2 separate regions of the Sus scrofa genome follow, and region 1 is linked to region 2. Evidence: chromatin contacts called from public HiChIP or PLAC-seq data. All regions are on one chromosome and are shown on one strand. The core of a region is the stretch at or near the end of the contact, and the rest is flanking DNA. Distances in the headings are between cores, read along the strand shown.

Region 1 (6,930 bases), core at 309-2,808, 560 kb after region 2:
ATCTCTTCACTTACACAGGGACAATATTTACTCTCAAACTTTTCAAGAATTCGGTGAGTGTGTGTAAGAAAGAGTGCCTACCTCACAGATATGCAGAAAATTTTTGTCTCTGCAACATTCAACTCCCCACTCCTTCCCAAAGGGAAAAACTAGGACACTAACACTTCTCCAAATGGTCAAGTTTTTCAGCAAAAGAAAATTTCATGTGTAAAATGATCACCAGGAAAGTACTTTATAGGCAGTGAGGGCTTCAGCAATCACCTCTGGTATTAATCCTATGATAAATAAACCTCAAAGTACAAATCTTTGAGATTTTCATAAGTATTGTAATGAAAACACCGTTTGTATAAACATCCAAGAAACTCAGGACCTTGAAAAAAAATTCTCCCATTCTGAAGGGAAAAATTCACCATAAAAGATATTTGTCACTAAGAAGTTATGTCGAAGAACCCATTACATACTGAGGGGGCATTTTGCGTCAGGTCTCCCAGGGCTTGAATCCTGGGGAAGTCTTCAGATGGAACCTTATTTGACAACAGAGGTTTAAGCCAGATTAATTCTAGAGGTCGTCCCAGACTTTCTCCAGGCGACAAGTGGTATCTGAAGATGGAAAATGGATCAGGATGCGGATGATCTAAGTAGTGCACCAGATGACTGGTGCTCCCAAACGGGAGGCTCCTACATGGAAACAGGAAACAACAGGCTGTAGGAACTCAGTCCTTCCCCTGAACCGCTGACTCAGGGGTTCCCATTACACTCATTAGAACCCATTATCCATGCCGCTGAATTTGGAAGAGACAGGTCAAGAATCGCCCTCCAGCCCTGCCCCAGGGAGTCCCCTCCCGGGGTGGCCTCCAGTACGCCCCTCAACGGGAAACTCGTCTCTGCACCTAAAATGCAGCAGGGGAGTCGACTCAAGAGCCCTGGATGCATAGCCACTGTGCAATTACTAACAGCCATTACTCCTGGGCCCTGTGCGTCTGTTCATGATTTGAGAAAATTCTCCAGAAACCAGCCACGGCGGGGGGCGGTGAGAGGGGGCCAGAGGCTCTTCGCGAAGGCGAAGTTCTCTCAGTCCTGGGCGTGGAGGGAGGACATCTTCGGGCTGTTTTAAATCAGCTCCCACTCCCCCAGGCAAATTTGCCACTGCCAACTAATGCCTAAAATAATGTCGAAGTGGGGGGCAGTTTTTAAACTACAGCATCCAAGGACACCTGAGCTAAATGAGAACGCAAGTCAGCTCGAGCCCGGGTCAGTACAGAAATACCTACATAAGCGGGGCGGCACAAAAGGGAAAAACCTTTCCGCGCAGGCGCACGCGGTTCACCGCCCGGCCGCCACGCCCTCTGCCCCGCCCCGCCCCCAGCCCCGCCCGCCGGCCGATCCTCGGTATCTTCCGCCCAGGCAGGCTTCGCCTCAGACTGCGCTGCACCCTCCCCGCCAGGGGCGTCGCTGTACCAGCCTCTGCGCCCCACAGACTCCCTCCGGCGCTCGGGCGGGGGCAGGAGGCGGAGCGGAGGGGTAGGGGCGGGAGTCGCCGCGGTCTAGGGGCGGTGGGTCGCGGTGTCGTCGGCGGTCCCTGAGACATGGCCTCCTCGGTGTTCTGCTGCCTGCGGTGCTGCAGAGATGGCGGGACGGGCCACATCCCTCTGAAAGAGATGCCGGCCGTGCAGCTGGACACGCAACACATGGGTAAGGGCCCTCCCTTCCCGTGACCCAACGGCCCACCCCGAGTCGGGCGGTGCGGGTCGGGGTCAGTCGGGGGTCGCGAGCACCACGCGCGGCCGGGCCCCGCCGGGCCCCGCCCCCTGCCCTCGCCCTGCGACGCTGCCCTCGGCCGGGTCTGGCGGATCTCCTCCAGACACAGGCCGCCTCCACTTCGGCCCGGTTCTGTGTTCAAGGCTACGCAGTGTTGTCTGCCCTCGCCTAGTGGAGATGGTGTGTGGGTGGACCTACCCGTTCTCACCGGAATCTCCTCCGAGCTGTCGCATCCTGAGACTCGGCACAAGTTCCCAGGCGTGGGGAGCGATAGTACTGTGGTGCCCCTCCTACGGTGTCCCACGGGCGAGCTCCAGTCAAATCCAATACATTTTCAGAATGCTTTAGCTGATTTCGGCTCCTTCTGCCCAGGCAGCTTTCTCTTAGCCCATCATTTATCGGTTGTTTTATTGAAAATTATTTTCCTCTCACCTACTAATGTCAAAACAGGGCAAGTTGCAGAAGCTTCAAGTCACAGCTCATGTCAGACCGTGTCACTTCAACTAAAACCTCCCATTGTCTGACTCCTCCTTAGTCACGCTTAGCGGTGTTGTAATTTCATCTGACTGGTCTGTTGCCAACAATTCAGGCTGTTGCAAAAATAAAACAGCACTTTGCTTCTTCTCATGTATGTTTTTCCTTCCAATTTCGCATGAACATATAGCTTCTCTCACATTCTTCCTCTCCCCTCTGTAGCCTCTTTCACAACCTTATTATTGTTTCTGTTCTTAGACTGTCCCATGTAGTTTCATGTTTCTGGAGTATGGTTCTAGAAGGAGAGATTCCCACTAAGTATTTCAGAGTACTATCTTTTTGTGGATTATTCTCTTCTAAATATATATATATGCACTTTCAGTTTTTCCCACATTTCTCTTTGGCTAAAGGACAGTACATTAAAGTAAGAAAGGGATTTCTTAATATTTATAGCAAAACCCTCTCCTGCCTAGATTCTTTATAATTCTAGAGACACTCTTCCCATTATATTTCTATAGCATGAACTAAACCACAAATGTAATTATATACTGCTTTTTATTGGGGTATTTAATTTAATTTTTTTTTTTTTTTTTTGTCTTTTTGTAGGGCCGCACCTGAAGCATATGGAGGTTCCCAGGCTAGGGGTCTAATCAGAGCTGTAGCTGCTGGCCTATGCCTCAGCCACAGCAATGCAGGTTCTGAGCCCCATTTGTGACCTATACCACAGCTCACCGCCATGTGGGATCCTTAACCCACTGAGCAAGGCCAGGGATCAAACCTGAAACCTCATGGTTCCTAGTCAGATTCGTTTCCACTGCCCCACGATGGAAACTCCAGGGGTGTTTAATTTTAATCCTTATGTCTCCTAAATTTAATGCAGCAGCGTAATACATAAATACATGTAAATGTATGTGTATATCTCTTTAAATTATTACTTATTCATCATCGTTTATAGACAGATGTTCAAATCCTATAATTTCCCTGAGAAAATGTTTCCATTCCATTTATTCATTCGCTCAACTGATATTTATTGGATGACTCTCAGATGGCAGGCATTGTTTTAGATGCTGGCAACACGCATAGTTCCTGGAGCTTATGATCAGCTTTAGTTCTTTTCTGTCTCTACTGCCAAAATCCTGAATTACTACAATCTACTCTGTAAAGTATTCCTTTTCTCTGGTCTCTTCTACAAAGAGCTGGTCACTTGTGCTTGTTCCACTATGTTCTCCTTTTCCAAAGCTGCATAGCGTCTTTCAGTAATGTCATTTCCCAGTTTTCTACCTGCGTGGAAACTTTTTCTTATCCTGTCTTCTGGTGAATTCAAATTCTTCAATCACAGAAGCAACCTGATTTTAGAAAATAATAGGAGAGGCTTATCAAGCTAGGAATAGTTTAAAGCATGCATTGATCTTAAGTTGATATATGAGGAGCACACTTAGTGAATATGCATGTGCTTGGATATGTGAAACTTTATTTAGATAACTTAAGGAGTGTAGTTGCCTTTAGATTTAAGAAAATAGTCTGGGAGTTCCCATCGTGGCGCAGTGGTTAACGAATCCGACTAGGAACCATGAGGTTGCGGGTTCGGTCCCTGCCCTTGCTCGGTGGGTTAACGATCCAGCGTTGCCGTGAGCTGTGGTGTAGGTTGCAGACGCGGCTCGGATCCCGCGTTGCTGTGGCTCTGGCGTAGGCCGGTGGCTACAGCTCCGATTCGACCCCTAGCCTGGGAACCTCCATATGCCGCAGGAGCGGCCCAAGAAATAGCAACAACAACAACAACCAAGAGACAAAAGACAAAAAAAAAAAGAAAGAAAGAAAGAAAGAAAATGTCTGTTTTCCAAGTTCATATCCAAACATAGCTTGTCTCTTTCAAAGTTATCACTTACTTTGGTGATGCTGCATCACTTAAAACCATTTGGAATTCCTCTTGAGATTTTCTGGGCACTAGTTTTTGTAAATACCTTCTTTTTCACCATAACCTCAATGTTTAATTGTGAATTGACTTTTTAGAAATGAATATCTTCCAAGGTAGCTGCTTTGAAAGGGATGCCATTAATTTGGGAATGTCTAATGTTTCTTAAAAAATACACTTTGGCTATGTTTATGTATGTCCTGGCTATACTCAAATTCGCCTTGACTTTCTTTTTTTTCCTTTTTTGCTATTTCTTGGTCCGCTCCCACGGCATATGGAGGTTCCCAGGCTAGGGGTTGAATCGGAGCTGTAGCCACCGGCCTATGCCAGAGCCACAGCAACGCTGGACCCGAGCCACGTCTGCAGTCTACACCACAGCTCATGGCTACACTGGATCGTTAACCGACTGAGCAAGGGCAGGGACCAAACCCGCAACCTCGTGGTTCCTAGTCGGATTCATTAACCACTGCGCCATGACGGGAACTCCCGCCTTGACTTTCTAAGCAACACTGACAATTAATAAACCTACACGAAAATCCTAGATCCAAATAAAGGCTATCTTTGTACTTAAAAAAGAGGAATGAAGTAAACTTAAAATAATTCCTTAATGCTTCACAAGCATTCAGAATGTTTTCTGAATATATCCATCTTTCTATATGAAACATCTCAGTACTTAGCAGAATGCCTTGGAGAGAAGAAATATTATTGTAGGAAGAGAATAAAACCATATTCAGAGTTGATTCTGTGGTTCCAACTCAGAGTTACGTTATGAGAACCATAGAGCATTGCTAGGTAAGAAGAAAATACCATTTATCTGCATAATTCTGTGAAATGCCTTTCACATAGGATGCTTTCAACTCAAGATTTTTGAAACAATGAGGGAAAGTTACTGGTTCATGTAAACTTAAAACCTATGAAGACAGCAGTAGCTTCAGGAAAGACTCAGTGTGTCAAGCACTGGGCTTCTTTTCATCTCTTTCTTCTGCCTTCTGCTGCTTATTCCTGAAGGCTGGTGTTTGTGATAACTTGCAGTCTCTCCCTGGGCTGTAGGCTTCGTCATTCAGATCCAGCAAGAATGAGAAACTCCATTCTTTCATTCTCTTTGCAAAAGTCCTGTGACTCTGCTGGTAGTGGCTTAGGTCATATAACTGTTTTTCACTCAGTTGCTGTGGCCAAGAAATGTGGAATGCAGTGATTGACTTAACACAAGTCTAGGCTGTACCCCTGAAGCCAGAGACTGAGTCAGCTTCCTTGGAACTGTTTTTATCTCCAGAGGGAAATCTGTTGGGAAAGGAAGAACAGATGCTACATGTTCACTACAGAGTACTGAGCAGAGCATATTCATTCATTTCTGTATCAGTTATTTGTTGCGTGTCTGCTGGATGCCAAGTACTCCATGGTCTTTGCCATCAAACAGGAGCTGGGCCCTGGATGCTTTCCAGTTGAAACTGCTGGAGGTATATGGGGCAGCCAGATGTAAATTATGCACAAAAACACTTTCCCGGAATTTGGGATTTAACTTTTGTAATTAGAAAAAAAAAAAGGGTGCTAATGAATTTTTAATAACCATATAGTAGTTTTATTTCAGAGAGTGTCTCTGTTAAAACAACCAGTTTAGAACTGTGATAGAATCTGAAAATTTGGTATTTCTCTTATGTATTTCTCCCAAATAATTTTTTTTTGTTTAACTATGAATTCACCAGTAAGTTAATGAGAGACCTGCCTCACTGTTAATGCCTTTTGTTGCTATGCTTTAGGTTTATTCGATCCCCTCTGGAGGCATTCCCTACAGTTCTCATAGCCAGATATACTTGGCTTGTACACTTCTCACCAGCAAAGTCACACTGGTCACAGATCTTGGGAGTCACATACCTTGATGTTACGGAATATTTCTTACGTATTAGAATTGTATTAGGTTTCTTCATGTTCTCTGATATACATGCTTTCCTAAATCAATATTTGGAGGAGAACTGATATTGGAGTCACATTTTCAAGAGACTGTTAAATGTTATTTGTATTTTTTTTGTTTTGTTTTTTTGTTTTTGCTATTTCCTGGGCTGCTCCTGCGGCACATGGAGGTTCCCAGGCTAGGGATCCAGTCGGAGCTGTAGCCACTGGCGTACACCAGAGCCACAGCAACGCGAGATCCGAGCCACGTCTGCAACCTACACCACAGCTCACGGCAACGCCAGATCCTTAACCCACTGAGCAAGGCCAGGGACCGAACCCGCAACCTCATGGTTCCTAATCAGATTCGTTAACCACTGTGCCATGACGGGAACTCCGAGACTGTTAAATGTTATTTGAAACTAAACAAATTTTCCATGAGAATAAAATATGTTTAATGATACTAAAATCTTGTTAGCACATTTGCAGTATGATTGACAGCAGCTATCTTGTAAATTTTTTTTTTTTTTTTTTTTTTTTTTTTGCCATTTCTTGGGCCGCTCCCGCGGCCTATGGAGATTCCCAGGCTAGGGGTCTAATCGGAACTGTAGCCGCCAGCCCACGCCAGAGCCACAGCAACGCAGGATCCGAACCGCGTCTGCGACCTACAACACATATCACGGCAACGCCGGATCCTTAACCCACTGAGCAAGGGCAGGGATCAAACCCGCAACCTCATGGTTCCTAGTCGGATTCGTTAATCACTGCGCCGCGACGGGAACTCCTGTAAATATTTTTAAGACCCTAAAATCAACATCTTTTCATATCAGCTGTTTCAAGAACATAGATGTATGTTCCTTTCCGTATTCTATTAATCTTCAGTTCTTACTTGACCAATG
Region 2 (7,245 bases), core at 4,657-7,156:
CCTGCATGTTCACAAACATAACTAGTTCTAATATCCTTACTTACCTCTGTAAGATGTCTACCATGGCAAGTGGATTCAAGCACAAAACACAGTTTGAGCAGGACGTGAATAGTCCGGCTGGTTCAGGAGGTTGGTGGGACCACTTGAGAGAGGCATGCTATAAGGAAACTGCAGGGGCTTTATGAGACCTCCCACAGAAACAGCCACGTGGCAGAAAACTTGCTTTAAGAGGTTATTTCTACTCCAGAAAGAGTTGGGGAAATGGTTGAAGCACACGTGGGCTTAGAATCAGAACGCCAGGTTTTATGCCTACCCTCTTTTCGTATAGTTGACTTGAAATGCTGGGCCAATTTCTGCTGCACAGCAAAGTGACTCAGTTTTGACCAGGTGTGTGGCCTTGGGTGTCTCTGAACGATAGCTTCCTGAAGATCCTAACTGCACAGCCACCCCTTACAGAACCGTGGTGAAGCTCACATCACATGAGGAAATGTGTGAGAAACTGCTTCGTCAACGGGAAAACCGCACCAGTAAAAGGGCTGTGGGTTGTTGTCAGGCCTGAATTCCAAGGCAGGAGAACCAAGGCAGGGAGAGCATAAAGGTAAGAGCTGGAAACGGCCCCATCTGAGCTGCTGTGTGAATAACCCAGGTGAGTGTCGATCCCCCCAGTGTCTTCCTTCTGGAATGTGCTGCTGTATCAGGAAGTGCTGCTCTCTTTAGTGATAAAATGCCCAATTCCACAATCAGCTGTGAGATTACTCGGCCCAAATTATTTAACTGAAATCCCCTCTTTGCTGGCCCTTATATTGCCTGGCTGGTCCTCAATCACTGGAGAGAGAGAGAATAGTGCTAAGACCACGGACTCGTGATCAATCAGCTGGTGTTAGTCCATCTCTGCATCCCCCTAATTAGGTGGCCTTAGGTAACTGACATGACCTATTTGGGCTTCAGTTTACTCATCTGTAGAATGGTGATAAAAAATACTAACTACCTCATAGTGCTATAGAATAAAATGAGTAAGAAATATAAAGAACCTTGAAGCATGTCTGATGTGTAGTAAATCACTTGTAGCTATTATTCTTTTCCAATAAAAGGGTCCACTCCTTCAAAATGAAATGCGTGTTCTAAATTGTGGGAAGAGATGGATTTTGTTTCTTTTAGGCATAATGGAGGATACAGCTTTAGGAACTCCAGTCTCTCTTTGCCCACTGCAGTGTGAAGGGCCTGACATGCAAAGATAGGTAGATGACAGGATCCAGTGGAAGCAGAAAGGTGAGCATATGCACGTGGGTGCCCAGAAATGCAGAGGGATGACGTCCCCTTTCCCTGGTGGGGCCTGAGACCGACATAGACAGGTGTGGCTGACTCCAGGCTCCTCCACGGACTGCTGGGTGACTGTGGACACCTGGCGTCTCTATTTGTGCTTCACTTCCTACACTTTGCAATGGAAGAACAAGAGTTCCTGCCCTGCCCCCCAGGGTTGTTGCTTAGAGAAGTGCAGAGTGGATGCACAGGAAATTTCAGCTATTATTGTCATTATGATACCATTTGCCATTCCCCAGCTGTGTGATTTGAAGTTTTGAGAAATTACATAAATTTCATCTTTTGGGTTAAAGTAGAAGCGCAAAAGTGCCAGAGAAAGACAACCTACTGTTGCATTTTCTGTTAATGACAAGAAAAGGAAATGCTGCATCATCACAATCTAGCTGTTTGTTCGCACAGTGACAATTATCTACAACCATCTGTTCATGTCATACCTTTTATGAATTAGAGTGTCTTGAGTTTCAAAACATTTTGTACATGAAGGCTCAATCCCCTTTAGACCTTCCTCAGTTTTCTTTAATAAACTGACCCAGTAGACGTGGGTAATATCAGTCTTTGTTTTTAGCATCAAGTGTGGAGAACAAGGGGTTCCAAACCAGTGTCTACCAGTTTCAGTCCCTCTAAAGTGTCGCTTTCAGTTTTGCTATGGTTTGGCACACACCCTTTCAGGTTTGGAATTGCTCATAAGAATATTTGCGCAAACTCATAAATATCTTCTTGGGGCTGGTGACCTTAGTCAGGTCAGCCATCAGGTTTTGTATGTGGTAATAAAAGCCATAAAGGGAGTCAACTGACAGTGCAGAAAGGATGAGACAGCACGATTTCTCTCTTCTAGCCTCTCTCGGAGCACAAGTTCTGGCACTGGCTATGTCCCTGCAGACTGGGTGTTTGGCTTCTGACATGCTGGGAGGGTCCCTGGAGAATGTTGGAAAGCAGACCAGGCTGCCGGTATCAGTAAAGTTAGCATGAGATTTAATAGCACTGGAACATACCAGCCCATTCTATTTCTCCAGCTTGATAATCCAGGGCAATTAAGGGAAAGAACAGAGATTTTGGTGGCTTTTAGCATTTTTTAAAGTTTCATCTGGGCAAACATAGAAATGTGTATCAATGTTATCCAGGCCACTGTTTGTTTTTCAGACTCCAAGGTTAAACTAAAGACTGGCCTAGCACAGCAGACATTTTTGCCTTTGTGAGCGAAGACAGAAACTTGAAAAGAAAGAAGAGTCTTTGGAGAGACTGGGTTTCCTGAAGGATCTTCTGAGGTAGCCAAATACAAGGCAGACAGGATCTGATCCTAAAACACTGAACGGTGCCATCTCCTTCATAATGACATGCTAATGTAATTGAGGCAAATTTGCAGATGTTTTATGTCCTATTTAAAACATTATTCAAGCCCCAGAAACATGAGGGTTAAATGCTTTGCTTTCATAAACATACTATGATGGAAGAGAAAGAAGATTTTAGATATTCAGTGGAAAATTGCAGAAAAGAAGTGCTGAATTAGCCCATTCCATTTCACTGAATTGTTCAGCCATTATGATCATCCCCCCATGCCCTATAAAATTAAAGTACATGATGAAATTCCAATCTAAGGATATCAACTGCTATGTTACTAGATAAACGACATATCCCATTATAAAAGCATTTAAAACTGTATCAAAGAGATTGTGCTGAAGAGGGACTATGATTTTAAAATCATTTGCTGCTTGACTGTACACTTAAATTTCAACCTGAAGCTAAATGCTGCAAAAGTTAAATCAATTTTATTTGATCAGCCAGGGGAATTTACACTCTTTCATTGGGGATAGATGGAACCCTTGACACAGTCTAGAATTTATTAAGACTCCTGTCCCACAGGAACAGTTAACCTCTTCGATCCTAGCACACTCTCTCCTCCTACAAAAGTTATTTAAAAGTTACACATTCCTTTTTTTTTCACTACCCCCAAGCCCAGCAGGCACAAACACAATTCCCCTTTTTTCTCCCTACAAGTCCCTTTCTTCTTTCTCTTTCTTTCTCTCTCTCTCTTTCTCTCCTTCTCTGAAGTTTATAAAGCAGTTCCTTCAGCCCTAGTTCCCTTTTGTTCTACATTTAAAAATGTGGCTTCTGCCTATAAACCTTCTCCCCTACCCTTGGTAGCCCCAGTCTCCTAGGGCTGCTATTGGCATGATCTGTAAATTAACCCAGAGTCACTTCGAGCCCTCAGCTTTTAATCAAACATTAGCAGCAGTGTTTACTCTTGTGTAATCTTCAGTTGTTACTTACTTTAATGCCGGTCAGCATTTAAAAAAAAAAAAATATGTTCAGTGAATCTTTGGCACATGCTGTTTGGTTTCTTTCCTTTCCCCCTCCCCCACTTTGACCCAAATCAAGCTCAATTTAATCCTAGTAAAGGCTTTCTAATAATTTTAATGTGCTAATGCAGCTTGCTCTCTTAAGGAAGTAAGAGTTTGCTCTCTGCAGCAATCTACTCAGAGGCCCTTGCTTTGTGTGCCCCATCCCACCTCACATCAAAGAGGGTGAACTGTAAATTGTATAGGTTTTGTTTCTTATTGCTCTGGCAGTTATTTTTGAGTGATGTAAGATGGGAAGCATCCTCAAACTCACATTTGGAAGATGATGGTGTGGCCCCCTGAGAAAAACCCACTGGAAACTAACTTTGAAGGTCTGCCCGGTGGTTGAGCTAAAAGCGAACATATCACATCATAATTCATATACAACTTTGTGTCTTTTGAACCTTCCTCCCCAGCTGCCACCACCTCTAAAGTAAATAAATAGTGCCCTGGCCATTCTACGGTGTTCTGGAGTGGCTTTCCTTTCTCCTTACATAATGTGAAATCCATCTATATCCTGCAGAACTTCTCGCAGGCTGTCATGGAGACAGAAGGAAATACTGACTTTAAATGGAACAGGGAAGCTCAGCTTCAAAGAGAGAAGCACATTATTAAGGGAATAAGAATGTAGGGGGGAATTATGAAACTTTCTTCTTTTTAAAAGATGCAAAAAGCAGCTCCTCCCATCCTGCTTGTCTCCACTTCTGTGCACTCTGTACAAAAGGACATCCTCCTCAGTTCAGGGGCCTTGGTTACCAGCATCATGCTCAGTATGCTGGGTTTTGGTGCCAAGGAGTCAGATGACACCTTGAAAGTCTTATGCTTCTTCAGGAGATATGATCAAAAGAATGTGTCTACCTAAAGAAGAGAAAGAACTGTGAGTCAGAGGTCTCAACTCACTGTTCCATCCTTCTCCCCCAGACCTGGACCTTCAAATTTCATTGTGTCTCAGCTGTACCTGTTTCCCAGTGACTAGGAATCAGGATTCTCTTCTGCTAAGAATCCTAAGTGGGATGGAGTGTCCCTATTCTGTCTCACAAACAGCACTCTAAGAAGAGCAGTGGCGCCTCACAGGACAGGAAGAACAGGAAGAATTGAGACACTGGTGACTGTGGCTTCATCCAACTGCTGCGAGTGAACAAATGTAAAAGATGTATTTTTGCTCTCTCAGATGGGAAAGGAGTCCCTGGACTGTGTCCATGTAGAGTTCAGGGTTGGATTTCTAGGAAAGCCTCAGTGAGGGGCTGAATTATGTGCTATTAACTCAAGCTGCAGCTGTCCTGGGGGTCAACAGAGCTGTCTGAGCTCATGTTACATGCGTACACTGGTGGCCAGAGCTTAGGGGCTAGTGTCACTGGGAGTCAATCCTGAGATATCCAAACCAGCCTAGGAGGCACATGCGTCCCTGTCACTGTCCCTCATGTCCACCTCTGGACACTATCACCTGGGGTCCAAAGTTCAGCTGTTCTTAGACACAAATTATAAACACATTCTACAACTTCTGTGAACCATCTGGAGCAGGTTCAGAGCACAGGACTGCACTGCCAAGGACTTTAAGGCTTAAGAATTGACTCCCAGATAACAGCTCTTCTCAGCAAGGAAATCTGCCCAGGTCCCTAGGTGCCCAAATAGCCCTGTTGATAAAATGAGCTCTGCTGCAGACTCACTCAGCTCCTCCAGTTGTGATTCCCAATGCTGAGTGACCACCATGGGCGCTTGATGTTTGTTCTTCCCTTTACAACTCCTTCTTCACTGTCAATTTCCTGCCCATCCTCCACCCAAGCTGCTCATTTAACAGTGCCAGCTGATCAGCTCTTAGAGAACAGAGTGTGCCTTTAAGGCTCCTTAGAGGAGAAGTACTTGACAAGTACAAAATGGAAAAATTTTTCGACAAATGTGACATTTAATTTGAAGTATCAGCCATAATGATCAACATCAATAAATTCATTTATTTTCCATTAAGACATTGTGTGTGTGTGTGTGTGTGTGTGTGTGTGTGAGAGAGAGAATTCACAGGCACTGTGCAGTGTCCCACTCTCTCCCTCTCTCTTGTCAGTGCATCTGCGCATGTGTTTGTTCACTGAGCCGTGTCCAGCTTTCTGGGCTCCTCCACTGGCAGCCTGTGCCCTCCCTAATCAATAAGAAACCAGACAAATTGGAGGCATGCAGCTATTTCCACCGGTTCACAGAGGGAAAGCTTTGGTGCACTCCCTAGAGGCTAGGCCAGGCCTGTGAGTTGAAGCTGTAGAAGGAAGCTGACTTGTAAACCTTCCTCCACAATCAGGGTTTACTCTGTTTATTCTGTCAATCCTGTTTATTCTTTCAACTCTGGCTTCTCAGCAGAACAGCTCATCACACTACACCCAAATTGTGGGGACACATAGAAAACATCCAAAAAGAACCAGAGAGAGCTCACTCCTGCTGATTCATTCACTAAGCCATTTGTTAGCAAGCTAGTTTGGGGTTTCTCTTTTCCACAATATTTCAACACTTAGGGAATTAAAACTGCCAGCTGTTCTCTTCTTCAAATAAGATACCCTGGATAATTGGGAATTTAAAGTAAGTTTCACTCTTAAAGTCCCCTTCTAAAATATGTCTGACCAAAATAATCAGTTCTCGAAATAACTTGGAAATCCAGACCATACAGAAGAGTCATGTATAACATTAAGGACAGAGTTATTCAGAAGTTGGTAAACATACACTGAAGCAGTCCTGGTTTCTAAGATTTAAAATGTAAAACCAAATGACTCATAATTTCTGAATTATGGCTCTGGATGCGAGCTTACAGAAAGCTACAAATATCAAATTGGACATAGCGTAGCTGAGAAACTGTGAAATCAGCAAAGACCTGACTCCAATTCTACACTTGCTGTGCAACCTGAAACAAATGATATGCTCTGACTAAGCCTCAGTTGTTCTCATGACTAAAATGGGAATCATGAGTCATCCCTCAACTCGGTGAATTTTTGTGGGGATTCAGACTAGGAAATGCATTGTAAAATTGTTTCTGGCTCATAGTAAGTACTTCGTAAATGAAAATTACTGGACACACATTTTACAGATAATATCTTCAAAAATCAGGAACTTAATTTTAAAATTTAGGAGACAAGGAAGACCACTTTGAGGAAATATCTGACTCTGCAATCAGATAATGAAACATCTTAGAAATACAGATTACTCGGAGCAGACCTAAGTGCCAGGGACAGGGCTCATACCCAGCTGACACACAATAAACATTTATTGACATTGACCATGGTTACTTCAGGTTAAAAATAAAACATTTGGAAGAATTACAGAATCACTTGTGGTTATTTCTGAAATATTATGACATCAAAGTAAGAATTCAAAGTATCACCACCACAAAATAAAATAAAATAAATAAAATAAAATAAAATAAAACCTGGGTACCAGTTTTGTTTAAAAAGACCCGAATAACCCAAAACTCAAGTATTGCTTGTAAAGCAAAAGTTCATAAAATTATAAAACCAGAATTAAGAAAGGCTTCCTAGAAATGGACAGAGGCTCATCAACTTCAGCAGAGAAGTTTCTTTATCAACCATGGATGCCACAGTAACAAGTCACCATGCTA

Evidence for each region. HiChIP or PLAC-seq counts read pairs in DNA pulled down with a chosen protein or histone mark.
Region 1: an H3K27ac HiChIP or PLAC-seq map of alveolar macrophages shows a contact between it and region 2. The contact joins the promoter of SPRYD7 here to the enhancer-like site in region 2. A contact is called at or near these places in 4 of 5 promoter capture datasets (fetal liver, fetal skeletal muscle and liver), 15 of 47 Hi-C or Micro-C datasets (blood, embryonic fibroblasts, epiblast stem cells and 8 more) and 1 of 2 datasets of contacts at active chromatin or transcription factors (alveolar macrophages).

The regions. Positions count from the first base shown.
Region 1 is chr11:17,847,453-17,854,382 of Sscrofa11.1, forward strand. It overlaps SPRYD7 (SPRY domain containing 7), which reads left to right and starts at 1,559. Exons shown (of 5, transcript NM_001243529.1): 1 at 1,559-1,692. The coding sequence starts at 1,587. It overlaps TRIM13 (E3 ubiquitin-protein ligase TRIM13), which reads right to left and starts at 2,553. Exons shown (of 4, transcript XR_002336667.1): 1 at 1,957-2,553.
Region 2 is chr11:17,284,940-17,292,184 of Sscrofa11.1, forward strand. The region is part of intron 1 of LOC110255810 (a long non-coding RNA gene); the gene reads right to left. Among named protein-coding and RNA genes, the nearest start is that of DLEU7, 320 kb to the left of the region's middle. Within about 2 kb of position 5,907, at least 22 of the 83 cell types and tissues checked have an H3K27ac peak or open chromatin away from gene starts, as enhancers often do. A contact at or near this core is called in alveolar macrophages, fetal liver, fetal skeletal muscle and 3 more, where this site is marked.